Regions from separate parts of the Mus musculus genome. Here all the other regions are linked to region 1. The links are chromatin contacts, called in public promoter capture Hi-C maps. All regions are on one chromosome and are shown on one strand. The core of a region is the stretch at or near the end of the contact, and the rest is flanking DNA. Distances in the headings are between cores, read along the strand shown.

Evidence for each region. Promoter capture Hi-C pulls out the DNA fragments that hold promoters and counts their contacts.
Region 2: a contact with region 1 is called in a promoter capture Hi-C map of liver, with 4 times the contacts expected there. The contact joins the promoter of Mtmr7 here to the promoter of Sgcz in region 1. A contact is called at or near these places in 2 of 39 promoter capture datasets (cranial neural crest and liver).
Region 3: a contact with region 1 is called in a promoter capture Hi-C map of hippocampal neurons, with 5 times the contacts expected there. The contact joins the promoter of Zdhhc2 here to the promoter of Sgcz in region 1. A contact is called at or near these places in 2 of 39 promoter capture datasets (cranial neural crest and hippocampal neurons).
Region 4: a contact with region 1 is called in a promoter capture Hi-C map of liver, with 4 times the contacts expected there. The contact joins the promoter of Dlc1 here to the promoter of Sgcz in region 1. A contact is called at or near these places in 4 of 39 promoter capture datasets (frontonasal cranial neural crest, hippocampal neurons and liver).
Region 5: a promoter capture Hi-C map of liver shows a contact between it and region 1, with 5 times the contacts expected there. The contact joins the promoter of AI429214 here to the promoter of Sgcz in region 1. A contact is called at or near these places in 2 of 39 promoter capture datasets (hippocampal neurons and liver).

The regions. Positions count from the first base shown.
Region 1 is chr8:38,660,188-38,662,901 of GRCm38.p6, forward strand. Sgcz (sarcoglycan zeta) reads right to left here and starts at 1,321. Exons shown (of 8, transcript NM_145841.2): 1 at 538-1,321. The coding sequence starts at 576. The region is part of intron 1 of Gm40493 (a long non-coding RNA gene); the gene reads left to right.
Region 2 is chr8:40,633,460-40,636,173 of GRCm38.p6, forward strand. It overlaps Mtmr7 (myotubularin related protein 7), which reads right to left and starts at 1,333. Exons shown (of 14, transcript NM_001040699.1): 1 at 1,239-1,333. The coding sequence starts at 1,262.
Region 3 is chr8:40,422,435-40,425,148 of GRCm38.p6, forward strand. Zdhhc2 (zinc finger, DHHC domain containing 2) reads left to right here and starts at 1,381. Exons shown (of 13, transcript NM_178395.4): 1 at 1,381-1,735. The coding sequence starts at 1,609.
Region 4 is chr8:36,951,119-36,953,832 of GRCm38.p6, forward strand. It overlaps Dlc1 (deleted in liver cancer 1), which reads right to left and starts at 1,324. Exons shown (of 18, transcript NM_001194940.2): 1 at 1,003-1,324.
Region 5 is chr8:36,992,190-36,994,903 of GRCm38.p6, forward strand. AI429214 (expressed sequence AI429214) reads left to right here and starts at 1,386. Exons shown (of 1, transcript NM_001039220.3): 1 at 1,386-2,714. The coding sequence starts at 1,511. The coding sequence ends at 2,392. All of the region lies in intron 2 of G630064G18Rik (RIKEN cDNA G630064G18 gene), which reads right to left.

The DNA.
Region 1 (2,714 bases), core at 71-2,570:
CGGTGTGGTTAATGATAGGAAAAGGGGGGCTTTGCCTAGTGGTGGCCACAAACACCTCTGTGCAGCGAATTTACGAACGGAAACAGGCTGTCCCGGTGTCGCACGGGGGCAGGAGCGGGACAGAAGAGAGGCGGGCGGGGACGGGAGGGAAAGTGGCCCCGGACAACTTTGCCGGGAATACGGGCGACCTCGAGTAGAGATGGGGAGACCTCCGTATCCTCAGCCAGCTCCGGGGCACCGAGGACCTCGGGTCCTGCAGCCCAGCTGCCGTTGTCACCCGTGAGGGGAGCACCGGGTGGCCTCCAGCCGGAACAACGACGCGGAGGGCAGCCCCGCGCGGGAGGGCGAGGGACAGCCGCCTGTGTGTCCACGGCCCGGGGAGGGGCGCTGCGCCCGGGGACACCCCGCCCCAGATGCCCCCTCGCCGTCCAGCGGGACCCGCGACTACTCCGGAGACGCCGGGTAGCGGGCGAGCAGAGCCCGGGATGCGAGCGCGGCAGAGCGGAAAGCCAGCGCCGCCGCCGCAGGACCACGTACCTTGAGCTCCTGGATGTCCAGGTCCGTGGATCTGTCCATGGAGCGAAACTAAAGGAAGTGGAGAGGAACTGGCCAAGTTGCTCCCCGAACCGATCTAGTCTTTTAGTTTCCAGCTGAAACTCAGCTTTATCCTCCTCCAAGCCCTGGTAGCTTCTCTCAGTCTCATCCTCCGTGGTCTCGCCGCCTCCACCGGTTAAAAATAATACAAATAAATAAATATTAATGAGAATTCACTTTGTTTTACTTCTTCAAAGATTTAGGGACAGTTGATCTTTACCGCCGTGCGACACAGCTCAGTCGACTCAAGCAAAGGAGGGGGAAAAATCCACTCAATTTCAGATTATTTTTTTCTTCGGCAATAAGCTTAGAAACCAGCGAGTTGCTGCATCCCAAGAAAAAAAGCTGCTTCCCTGGACAGCATCATGCGGCAAAATTCAAGCAAATGTGTTCAAACTGGAGAGAAGACTATGTGATAAAAAGCCTTCCTCCGTCAGGCATACTCTGGTAGCTAATTTAGCACGCTGTGAGTCTCAGACATTAGCAATCATCAATTTCCCTGGCAAGATAACTGGATCCCCGAAGTCCTGCATAGACTTAAAAAATGTCTTGTAGCTAAGAGGTATTCTCTCAGTGGGGAAAAGACGGTAATAAAGTCTGAAGGGACCGTTCTCCTTTGAAGGTTATGCTAAAAGAGTTGAGAGAATAGGAGGTGGCTCCCACAGAGAGAAAAGAGCGAAGAGAAGAGAGGGAGACCGCAATTTTCCTCCTGCTTTGCTGTTTTACTGGCCTTCACCACCAGGTGACTGACTTCACTTCTCCCTTCCACAGCCAGCACTAAGGGGATTTCTCTCATCTGTCAAAAAGCAACATTTCCTCTCCAGACAAATACAGTCGCTGGGTCTTAAAGACTGCCCTCTGTCCGGAATCTACTAGGTGACAGGCATTTTAATTCACTTACTCTGTTGCAGCTTCTTGCTCAGATAAGCACAGGGAGACACAGGCTTGCCTGTATCATTTTTATGCATTCAATTAAATCTCGTCTGTATCCAATTAGATCTGGGCTGTTTAAATGTCACGTTGCTTTTACCTAAAATACTAATTTTAAATGATGAGACGTAGGATTGTTAAAGATTTCTTTCCACGATGCAACTCAAGATATTTTAAGTTTTCTGCTGGAAAATGTTTCTTTGAATTCATTCTAACAGGTCACTACATCGCACTTGTAATCTGTAAATTTGGAGGTAGGGGCTCCTCTGCTTCATTTACATATTTTAGGGTAAACACCTTGATTTATGTTAAGGCTTCAGTGGCTTTTTATTGTGGCATATAAAAATTGCAAATATAAAGATGTTTTCAGATTTCAAAAAGAGCAATGTAAATTATTTTATTTCAAAAAGAATGTATTTTTAAAAAATAGAAATATGACCACATATACTTTTCTGGACTTCTTCTCTAACTTCATTTTCATATTTCTGCACTGCTGAGCTCCAGCCATCTGGTCTACCTGTGTGAGTGCCGTTTCTTCCACTTTCAGCTAATATATACCACTGCCTCTCTGTCAGGACATCTCTTTCCTCTTCTGACTTCATGTATTTCCCTTTCTCTGGTTTCAATCTAATGCCAGTCCCTCAGAAAAGATTTTTTAAGGGTGAGTCCTTTGTATATTGTATTTAGTTAACTTACTATAGCAGAACCTCAATTTATCATTTTTGCATATGTGCATTGATTATCTGCTTGAATGTGTGACTTCTTCAATAAATGGTATGCCCTTGAGATATCAGACCAGTCTTATTTACCAGTACATCCAGAGCCTAGCAAATGATAAAGCATGCAAATGTGAAATAAGTAGATTAATGCATGTAAGAAGTCTTTAAAGTTACCATTCTAATACCTAAAACTGCCTGTTTTTTTCTTCCTGTCATCTCCACTATTATATATATATATGAATATATATGTGTTACATATATATGTACACACACATATATGTATATATACGATAGTCTTTTATATTATTATATATCTTACATACACATTATATAATTATATACATATATATTAATCTTATATATTATCACATTTCTCTGCATTTTTCTCCCCATTGAGTGTTTTGCAGCTAAGCCTGCAGGGCTTGGATTTATCCTTACGCATGCTGAGTTCTTTGCTTTAGCCCATTTCTA
Region 2 (2,714 bases), core at 83-2,582, 2.0 Mb after region 1:
TAAACTCATCACTCTTGAATAAATTATTTAGTACCACTTAAGACCTGAGAGCCCTGAGCCACGGATCTTGTGGTTTATGGCACTGTCTCCTAAGTTTACAACTTCCTGATTGTAAAGTAACAGTTTCATTCCATGGGGCAACGTCAACACAACTGAAACTCACCGCTGGAACTGACGGTCTCCAGCAGGCTAGAAGACTAATTCTTCCATGAACACAATATTAATGAGGCTTTTACTAAGAGGTATGGGCAACCATCTCTGAATGTAGGGATAAATTCTTGCTGGATAAGGAGCAAAGTAATTAAATATACGTTCCCATGAAATGATAATAGCCCTGGGATCACATGACTTCTGTGCACTCGGATATAATTTTAGTCCAAGTCTGTCTGGGACCTAGATTTTAAATATAAGATGATTCTGAAAAGACTGTGTGGTGGTAACTAAGAGAGAAACAACGGGATTTTTAAAAAGGTCTTCCTTCCCAGAGGTTTTTAAAATCAGACAAGAATCTCTATCATTATTTTAATTCTAAATTATATTGCAACAAAGAGTGGCAAGGTTTGGTACTATGGCTAAGGCTTCCAGTCTTAATTAACTGTATAATCTGGAAATAATCATTTCTGTTGAGCGGCAAACGCCGGTGTGTTTTAACACACACTCACGGGTGAAATCTATACGCAGCATCTTCTTCCCAAGGGGCCAAACAAACGGGAAAGAGAAGAATACGCCATCATTCAGTCATGGCAAATATGTATCCTAGGCTCAGCTGCAGGTCCCTAGCAGCTCCAAAATGGGAAAGGATGCTTCGGGTGAGTCCAATCCTTAGCTTCAACAAGCTTCCAAGTTCATTCAAACCATCTGTCTATAACGCACTTTCTTTGCACCTGCTATTCAAGAGCTTGCTTCCTTTTCAACTGCTCAGAGCTACCAGCACCTTCTTTAAATGAAAATATTTAAAGAAAAACCGTTTATCAGCACCCTGTTACTCAACAGACAAATGGGGTCCATTCCCTCCTGCCCACCCCTGCGTCCACTGCGCACCACCTCACCCCCAAGGACAAGAGATTAGCGCCAGCTAGGCCTGTGAGCTAGCAAGAGAAAGACCGGCCTCGCAGTGCTCTGGGAGATGCTAGGGCGCCGCCAGCTCCTCCCTCGTTCGCGGTCCAGCTCCCGGCCGGGCAGCCCCGTGCGCTTAGCATCCCTCCTCCTTCTCTGCCTCCTCCGCCCGGGCCACCAACCTTGGGCGTGCGGATGTGCTCCATGGCGGGCCCGCGTCTGCAGGGTCCCCGGCGGGCGCGGCCTCACGCACCTGCGCGCGCGCGTGCGGCGCAATGGGAAGGGCGGGGAGGGGGCTTCGGCGGCCGCGGGCGTGGGCGGGTCCCGGCCTTGGCTCCTCCTCCAGGTGCGCCGGTGGTGCTGGGCGCCTGCGCGGGCCTGAGATCGCGGCTCTGCGCCTGCTCGCACCTGCGGGTCTCACCCTTGGACTTTGCTCTCCTTTCCGCTCCCTCTCTCTGGTGGAGGCTCTCACTGCCCAAGTCACTAGGTATTTTTCCAGATGGGGATCTTCAAGCTGGCTGCGGTGGCGCTTGCCTGTAATCCCAGCCACTCAGGAGGCTGAGGCAGGAAGATCATTTGGGTCCAGCAGCTTGGAACAGTAAAAGAGACATAAAGATACCCCCCATATTTTCTTTTTTTAAAAAAAGAAAAATCAAAACCCAAAGAGAGTCAGGCAGCATAAAACGGTAATACTGTGGCACCACTGTTTCCTAAGGCACAAAGAGGGCCTTGTGTTGGGTGTGGTTTCTTGGAGAGATGCGAATGAATCTGTGAAGCTTTATACCCTCATTGGCTGCCTTCCAGAGCATCCGAAGATAGGTGGAACTTCAGAATGTGGTAGGGGGAAAAAATGACTGCACCCTGATGCAGTATGCATAGTCTACTGGGTTCTGGATGTATTCTGGCACAGGCTCAGTCAGCAGAGTCTTTGGGGTGAAAGTGAGAGTAATACCAATGTTGTTTGTGCCCTAGTACTAAGGTTGCTGTCAAGTCAGACATCTCACATAACCATGTGACTTCACTGATGGAATCTTGATAGAGATGTGAAAACCCCAGATCCTGTGTTAGGTACATATCGGCTGTCTTTTCCTAGCTGTAACTAAACGACAGCTAGAGACACAAAGTATCCACTATGAGGTCCCTTTAAGGCACCAAGGGAATCCAGAGACTAAAAACACCCTCTGCCATACTGAAGTTTCATAGAACAGTTCTTGGAGTAGTATTTGTTTCGTTGTTTTCCTGGCCCTTGTTTATGACATTGTTGTAAATTCTTTGACCTTACACATTGTTTTTGATTTTGTTTTTTTTTTTAATCTCCTGTTCAATACCGGCATATTGCAACCTTCAAAATATGTTTTCATTAATGTCGAATTCATTTTAAAATTGTCACATCCCCTTTGCACGTTTTGGACCATATTCATACTCCTACCACCCGAGAGGGTAGATTGGAACAAGCTATAAAACATCACTTGTAAATGACAAGAATAAGTCAAAGTGTAATTTTCCCTTTTGTAAAGAACATCAGGGGTAGTCAAAGAAAGTCCCGCTTTAGTCAGTAGTACTTTCTGGTCTCGATTCAAACCAGCTCCAGTATCCTTATTTATAGACTGAAAACATCATTTCCTGTCTATATGACCTCATCTCCAAATTAAATTTTA
Region 3 (2,714 bases), core at 131-2,630, 1.8 Mb after region 1:
CAGGACTAAGGGCCTCTCCTCCCATTGATGACCGAATAGGCCATCCTCTGCTATATACGCATGAGTCCCACCTCCTGTTTTCTCTGATTGGTGGTTTAGTCCCAGGGAGCTCTGGGGGTGCCGGTGAGCGAGGTTGTTTCTGCGTTGATGCAGTAGCTGTTTCAGGAACATTGGCTTGATATTTAATCCAGTCTTGGGAAGATAATTGAAAAGCCAGGAGGACATAATTGGAGCTGGGTTTCTATACTTCAGCATTCTTATCACGTTTATCAAGTAATTCTACCCAATCTGGTTGTGTGGAGTAAATATAGTATTCATTAATGATATCTGGTACCTGTTACACATACTAATTGTTTATATAATGGGAGGAGTAATCTCAGAAACACGTTCCTTTCCCATTCACCAACAATTAACTGTGGGATGTTTGTTCTAACTACCATTAGAATCACGTTCCAGTGGTTTTGACAACCGCTTTAAACTCTACTATATGCTAAATTTAGAATCGCTATCACAACCAAAATCACTGTCAGGCTGGATAGGATGGGAAAGAACGCAGAGAAGGAATCGCTTGGCTCTTGGGAGATGGGGACGGTAAACTTTACTCTTAGAATCACAAGACAGTTTAACACAAAAAGAGAGAATCTTCTCTCAGCAAAGATCTGCCAGCCCTAACTCTAGTTACTGTCAATGGATTCACAACGTAAAATTCAACTTGCTCCCTCTGGCTAGGGCCTCTGGCAACCCTCTTCATGGCGATCTGGGCACCTAGGTAGGCGTTCTCATGCCCAAACACCATCATTTCGCTGGTCTGTTCTGGAAACTGACCGCACTTTGGCTACTCTCAGCCAGTTTACTGGCACCCACAAGTTAAAGCGAGAATTTTCCTGACAGATGCAAGGGTGAGGGCCTGGGCGCCTAAGGACTTGGCGCAATCCTCCCTGGGCCTGGCCGGTGAGGAGTGGGATAGCAACTGGCTGGTCCCGGGGGCGGGGCGAAGAGGGGCTGACGCTCGTCCTCCTACAAGCGACACCTTGCAGCTCGTCCCCCTCCGATCCGCGCCCTGGGAGTGGCTTGCGGCTGGGGAGGGTGACCCAAAGCGAGTGTCAATTCTCATCACAGTCCCGCGATCCAGGGCCAAGTGCAGGGGCGGGAGGGCCAAGGTGGGCACCGGGTCGCCACCTCGAGCGCCCCTGCGGTGGCCCAGGGCAAGGGCGCACGGGTAGCCGAGAGTCCGAGGGCGCCGTGGGAGTCCGCGTCCGGATCCCTGCACCCGCCCGAGGGCGCAGCCCGCCGCGCAGTGGGAGGCAGCGAGGCGGGGACCGGGCGGGGACCAGGCGGGGGCGGAGCGGAGCTTCCCGCCGCCTCGTCGCCTTCGTCCTCCTACTCTGAGCCGCCGCCTCAGCCCGGCAGAGCAGCGGGAGTCCGCGGCGCCCGCTCGCTGCCGCGGGATGGGGAGCTAGCGCCACGGCGGCCGCGGTGGCCGCAGCACAGCCAGCCGCCGCCCCCGGGCCTGTCCCGTCGGGTGCTCCGGGAGCCCCGAGCCCGGCCCCGAGCCAGGCCCACGGGCGGCGGCGGCGGCAGAGCTGGGCAGGTGTCTGCGGCTGGAAGATGGCGCCCTCGGGCTCGGGCGGCGTGAGGCGGCGGTGCCGGCGGGTGCTCTACTGGATCCCGGTGGTGTTCATCAGCTTGCTGCTGGGCTGGTCCTACTACGCCTACGCCATCCAGCTGTGCATAGGTGAGTGGGTGCCCGCGTCCCGAACCCCACACGCTGTCCCCTCGCGGTCCCGGGACTACAGCCCCGCTCTGCGATTGCTTCCACTCTGTGCATCCGCTGGGTTCTCCCCACCCCGCCGCGCGCCCTGGGCGCTTCCCAATACCTGCTTGCCTGCCGCCCCAAACCTCTCTCCCCACCACCACCACCCCAAGCGGAGGTCAGCCGGCCTCCTGGAGACCTCCTGCACTCTGTCACTCCCTTGGTCTCCCCTTGCCGCTTTTGGGTTACTGGGTCACCTCCACCCCAGGACGCACGGCCAGGAGTACCCCCTTCTGCCTTTTACTCACCACTGCCACCCCAGCCACACCCTCTCACCGAGCAGGACAGAACAGGGGACCACTGTGGTCACTGAGGCTGGGAAGCTGCCCTGGAGGCCGGAGAAGCTGCCCTGAAGGCTGGGCCAAGAATCAGAGCTGCGCCAGATATGCGATGGGGAAACACTGGCCTTAACCTCGCTCGGATGGCAGAGCCAGCTTCTTTTCTGATGGCCATAGACCCACTTTTTAAAAAATGATAACAGTACTCACGAGCGTTGTAACCGCCTGTGTGGTTTGAGGGTTGATAATTAGCCACTTTCTAATTCAAAAGGAGGCAGGAAGGGCGAGCCACTAGAAAGTATCTTTCGAAGACCTGTGAGAAATATAGAAGACTATAGTTTAGATGCTGGGAAAATAGAGAGCGGGGCAGGAAAACCATCATCTGAAGTGCATAGCATCCAGAGAACCAAGTGCCCCAGTCCAAGATAAAGCTCCTGAATTGGTGGGTGGGGCACTTTCAGCACTGAAGATTTGTTTTTTTAAGGTTGATTATTCATAAGCAGGGAATACAGTTATGAAGCTTAATGTAAACTTTCTGCCTTAGGAGGTTCCGTGAAAGCTGATGTGTGTTATCAGGAAGAAATGTTCACACAGGGGATGACTCTTCTGCCAGGGATACGTGA
Region 4 (2,714 bases), core at 74-2,573, 1.7 Mb before region 1:
TGGCAAACCTGTTATCCATCCTTCACTTACTGCATTTTGTGTTTGGTTCACAGATTTGGAGATAGGCATAATATCTTTGCATACTATTCCATACAATTTTCCAAAAATAATTTCCTTCTAAATATAACATCATCTTTGTTATTGTAACTCTGGGTTATATCAGCCATTGCTACATTTATTTACTCCGGGACCACACATTTAACCATTAAGACAATTTAGAAGGCTGAAGCATGGTGACTATTTGACTTGACGATGACAGAAAATACGAATGAATGGTCAGCTAGATTCTCCCATGACTGATGTGATTGTACAGATTTGCTTCAGCAACACGGAGTGTTCATACAACATGAGATCTGAGCGGCGAATCCAAGTTTAATGTTAACAAAACCCGATTCTGACACTTATGTTCCCAAACTGAAATTAAATGTGCAGAGACAGAAATAACCTGTAAACTTGTATGTCATTACTTCTCTTAAAATAACAATTTACGTTGTGTGTTAGTAACAGGGTAAGTGACTGAAACTAGCTGGAAATACTAGAGAATTTGATTTTCAGAGTTTTCAGTAAGACGCTGATTATTGTTTGAAAGCACATTACTAAGAAAAAACGTTATAATGTTATGTCCTCTTTTTGTTGGGAAAACAGAGAGGAGAAAGGAGTTTCTAAAGTTTCACACTTCAATCTGAGAAGATTCATTGGCCCCCAGATATGCTACACCTATCAGCAGCGGCGCGTTACAGATGGATTGGTCAGTAAGTTAAGAATAAAAAGAAATCAGAAGAAAACATTTCTGCATGGGGAAAGAGACTCGAGCTACGTGGAACATATTTTAGAAATGACATTTTGCTCAAAAGATTTTGACTCCCCGCTGTCTACTGACTACACAGTTTTCCCCCTTCTGCTTTTCAGGGCTCAGCTCTGAAAGCAGTCAACAGCTGGCTGAAGATGGCAAGGTTTTCCAGCTCTGTCTCCTACATGACAGTCGCAGCAGCAGCCTCTTACCTGGACCAGGAGTTGCTGTTACCGCCAAGGCATGATGCTATTCCAGCCAGGCTAGGAGAGGAGTCTGTCCCGGTTAGCGGCTCCAAAAAATCTAAGTTCACATTGCTGGCTGAGGTCACGGCTCTATTCTGAGCAGTTCTCCTTAACGCAGTGTGTGATTCTAACAAAAAACCCCCTCTGCAGCTGGAGAGAGCCTCAGCTAACGCCGGATCCTGTCAAGGCGTTCCTAGTGACTTCTGTCCTCTAAATGCAGACTGATGTTTTGCGAGAGAGGGGCCTCCACCAGCAGGCCCAGATTGCCTGCAAAGTATTTCCTGCCTCCGAGAAGTTTGCATGTGAGAAAGCCTGCACGAAGCCGGAGGGGAGGGGCTGAGCAGAGCCGCCTGGGCGTTGAAGCTCTGATTTTACACAGAACCAAAGTGAGTTTGTCAAAGCTCTTGAGATGATTAGTTAGCGTCAGAAAGTCCTAGAGTCCTTCCTATCCCACAGGGCTCGTGGAAAACAAGGAAGGAAGAGAGTGCAGCTCTCCCCTCTGCACAGTGTTACTTTCTACTGTGTTAAATGGAGAACACTTCTCCTAATTCTCATTTCAAAAGTTTTCTAAGACAGATGAAGTCTGAGCCTTTTAATACCGTAATTCTTCTAAAGTTTAGAACCTTAAAAAATAACTTCAAAATTTAAATCCTGGACTTGGGGAAGGAAAAAAAATCTGTAAGTAAAATTCCGAGAATCGAGGAAACAGAGAATTTTCTTCTCTCTCTCTCATCCCCAGAATTCTGAACAGAACACAGTGGTTTGTGTTACAGCACGTGAAGCCTCCTTACCTCCAGTAAGGGATCCTCCAGTTACAGACAACCACGGCTGCAAAGGCTGGAAAGGCTGGAGAAGGCAGACTCCATCTTGATCAAGTTAGAAGTCCTGCTGACATAAAACACTTGCGATGCTTCCTCCAGCATGGCCGAGTCTCTCAATCACATCTCTAAAGTGGCTAGCAGAGTGTATGCCTCCTTCCCCAGACAGCTTGTGAACTCTCATCTGTTTATCTTTTCTGCTTTTGTGCCTCCACTGCGTGACTTCCTCCTAGCTGCTCCGGCCTGGGAGCTAGGACTACCATTTGGTTTTGATTAAAACCAGACAGCCAACTCTGGAGAATTTAGGGAATAAGCTAATGGAAACTGCGAATATGGCTTTAATTAGTGCATCAATTAATAATAGATGTTAGCTTGTCTTATAATAAGATGTCACAAATGCAGAGCTCAAATCATTTCTGGAAAGAATTCATACAGAGTCTCTTTTATGACCCAGAGTTCTCCCTCAGGGAAAGTGCAAGGGTAAGACGGACAGTGGCCTTGGGACATGTAGGTTTGTGGCCAGGCCAGTGGGATAGCTTCCTTGTTTACACCAGAGAAACGGGAAACAACATCTGTCCATTTATCTTATTTGGTTGAAACTACTCAGTAATCGTTCCCTTTCATTTTAGTTACATTAAAAGAGTTCATTCTATAGCTCTAGGTGACTTAACTAGTCCTTTAAAAAATGATTAGGAATTCGATGAATCTAATTATTGACTCTGTGTGAGGGTTGTACAATTTTAGCTTGTCAATAATATAAAATTTAAGAATAATTCCAATATCCAAGTAAGAAATAAGTATAAAACCACATAATGAGATGCAGGAGAAATTAAGCCTGCATGTCTCAACAGCTGTCCTCTT
Region 5 (2,714 bases), core at 136-2,635, 1.7 Mb before region 1:
TGTTAAACTGTCCACAGTATCTCGCTACTTTTATGAAAAGAAAATTGATTAATTTCCTATTCATATTTTTTGGTCACAGATGAAGCTATTTTTAAAAAACAGATAAACTTACAGTGCTAAAAGATAGAAGTTGGATGAGCCTGGGTATTAGCACATGGACGTTATTAGAGGATGTACTTTAAAGACACATTCCTTGTTGGGGGTGGGGAGAAAAATGAATTATATGGAAATATGAATGGGAGCATGAGGGAGGATTTTGAAACAATTTAGAATAAAAACACGAATCCTGCTGGAAATCCCTTAGATCCACAATTGTCTTTCTGCTTTCTTTAATTTGGCCGAAATGAGGAAGTTGGAAAGTTCTTATCTTTAAAGGAAGGCTGACCAAATTTCTCAGATTATCTTTGAATATTTCAGACCATTGACCTTGGCAAAGTAAGGGAGTGGGTGAGGACACACAAGGATGAGTCGGCAGTGTCGGAAGGGATGCAGGGAAGGAAGACAAAGTGCATTTGAGAGTCCAGTGTGTGTGTGTGTGTGTGTGTGTGTGCGCGCGCGCGCGCGCGCGCTTTAGGGTCATCATCAGGATTTTCAACATGTGCCTTTATATGGCATTTGGGTCTGAGGCAATGTCTTTTAAAAGCCCCGTATTAGAGGGATGTATCATTGGGTAAGGGCTTGAGTTTGAAATTAAATAGGAGGATACTTAGACTTTCTTAAAGTGGAATTACTCATGTCACAAAACCCACTGTCCCTTTGTAAGTGGTATTAAGCACACTAACAGATTTCTTGAGCAGGCTGCATCTTTAGGCTTTATCCTCAGAGACTCAGATATACAGAATGCAGGAAATGCACCCGAACCCTCCGTGTAAAGCATCTTGTAGGTGGTAATAGCCATACAGCACAACATCTAGAGATGAAGGTATGGATCTGGCAGTTGGAAGGGACAGCACCTAACACTGTGGTTTTGAGGAATCTGCGAGGGTTTTCAGGAGCCTTGAGAGACTGTGGAGAGACCTTAGAGAATATTGTGAGTATTTCCATTTTTATTCTAAGGCAAATCTACAAACAGCTTCTCCCTTGGCTCTAAAACAGGTATGTATTACTGGGGACTTCAGATAGCACTTTTTGTGGAAATTTTGCGGCAAGACGCGTTATCTCTTTTGTCAAGTGCCATCTGTCTGTCTCCATGGGACTTACGTATGCTCAACACCTGGTCTGACCTGAAAGGTTTGCGACCTTTTCCCTTGAATTACACACAGCAGCCTGAGGGCTGAATTAAAAGCTGTTGAACGGGCTCCTGCAAGAGACAGGAAAGGGGCGGGATACCGGAGACCACTCACTGCGCATGACCGGCCCGCGTTGCCATGTCAACCAGGAAAGGCATACCCGGAAGAAGAAGCTCGCGGCACTCAACTACACCAAAGATTGTGCCCTGTCGGCTCCTCTTTACTGGTTCCAGACCCATTTTTGACCAGAGCAAAGCAGATGAGGAACTGAGTCCGAGACAATGGGGTGGCCACCTGCTCAGAAGCCGGAGGACTCAAAAGAAGAGCACGGAGGCCCGGCCCAGACGGACGTCTGTGCTACTCAAGTTTCAGAAGAGTTCCCCGGGTCCTGTGCAGATGAGGTACTGAGTTCTGGTTCCATCAGCTTCTCTGGAGAATTACAATCCTATTCACACACCTCTGAGAGCCCAGTCGAGACCAAAACGCCGACTACAAGTTCGGAAGAGCAAGACGAGCAGTCAGAACTTTCACTCTTACAGAAGGATGAAAATAAGCTGAGTGAAATGTGGATCAACCATCTCAAGAGCAAAGAAATTCATTCTGAAAGATCTCAACCCGACCGTAGACTCCCACCAGAAATCCCTAAGGAATCCGCAGAAGAACTGGATGCCCTGCAGTCTTTTTGTACTAAAAAAGTAAACTTGATTCACCAGAGACAGGATTTAAGAGCTAAGAAAAGCAACAGACCCAAAAGGCTGCAGCTCAGATGGATTGCAGAGACCTCAGAGGTAGATGCTTTCAATTGTACGATCCCTGATGAACTGTGGAACAGAATCTATTTGGAAAACACGAGAGCGACTCTGGCGTACATAGGGGCGATTACGCAACACATTTCTTCGCAGTGTCCCAGCTGTAATAGCAAAAGAGCAGAGCTGGCTCAGTCTGACTTCCTGAGACGAAGGAAAACTTTACTGCAGTCACTACTACTCCAAGAGAAAATAGATGAACACCTTCATACCACAGACTTTCTCACCCGTGTTGGAGAAGCACATCAGGGCTTCCCCAGGCTTTCAGATGATCCTAGGATCATCTGGAAGCGACTGACTGAGAAAATGCTGAAGGGAAGCTCCGGCTTTGGGCGGGCATATTCAAAGCAGGTGTAGGAAGACTGTACAAGTCTTTTTAATGATTCTCAACTCACACGTCCAACCAGATAGGAGGTGCTGACTACTAATGATGATATGTACTATGCCCAACCAGGGGATGGTGACTATTGGTGATTAGTGATAACATGTGTTGTGCATACATGTACCTGGTGTGGATTTGAGTAATTACCATCTCATATAGAGGAAATTTAGAAACTAATGTAAGATTTACTTCTGCTTCCTTCACTGAAGTCTAAATCATTAAATCCAATAGATTTTTCACATTATGGAAGACAATTGGAGAAATTGCAAAACTTTTGTAATCTAGGGGAATATATAT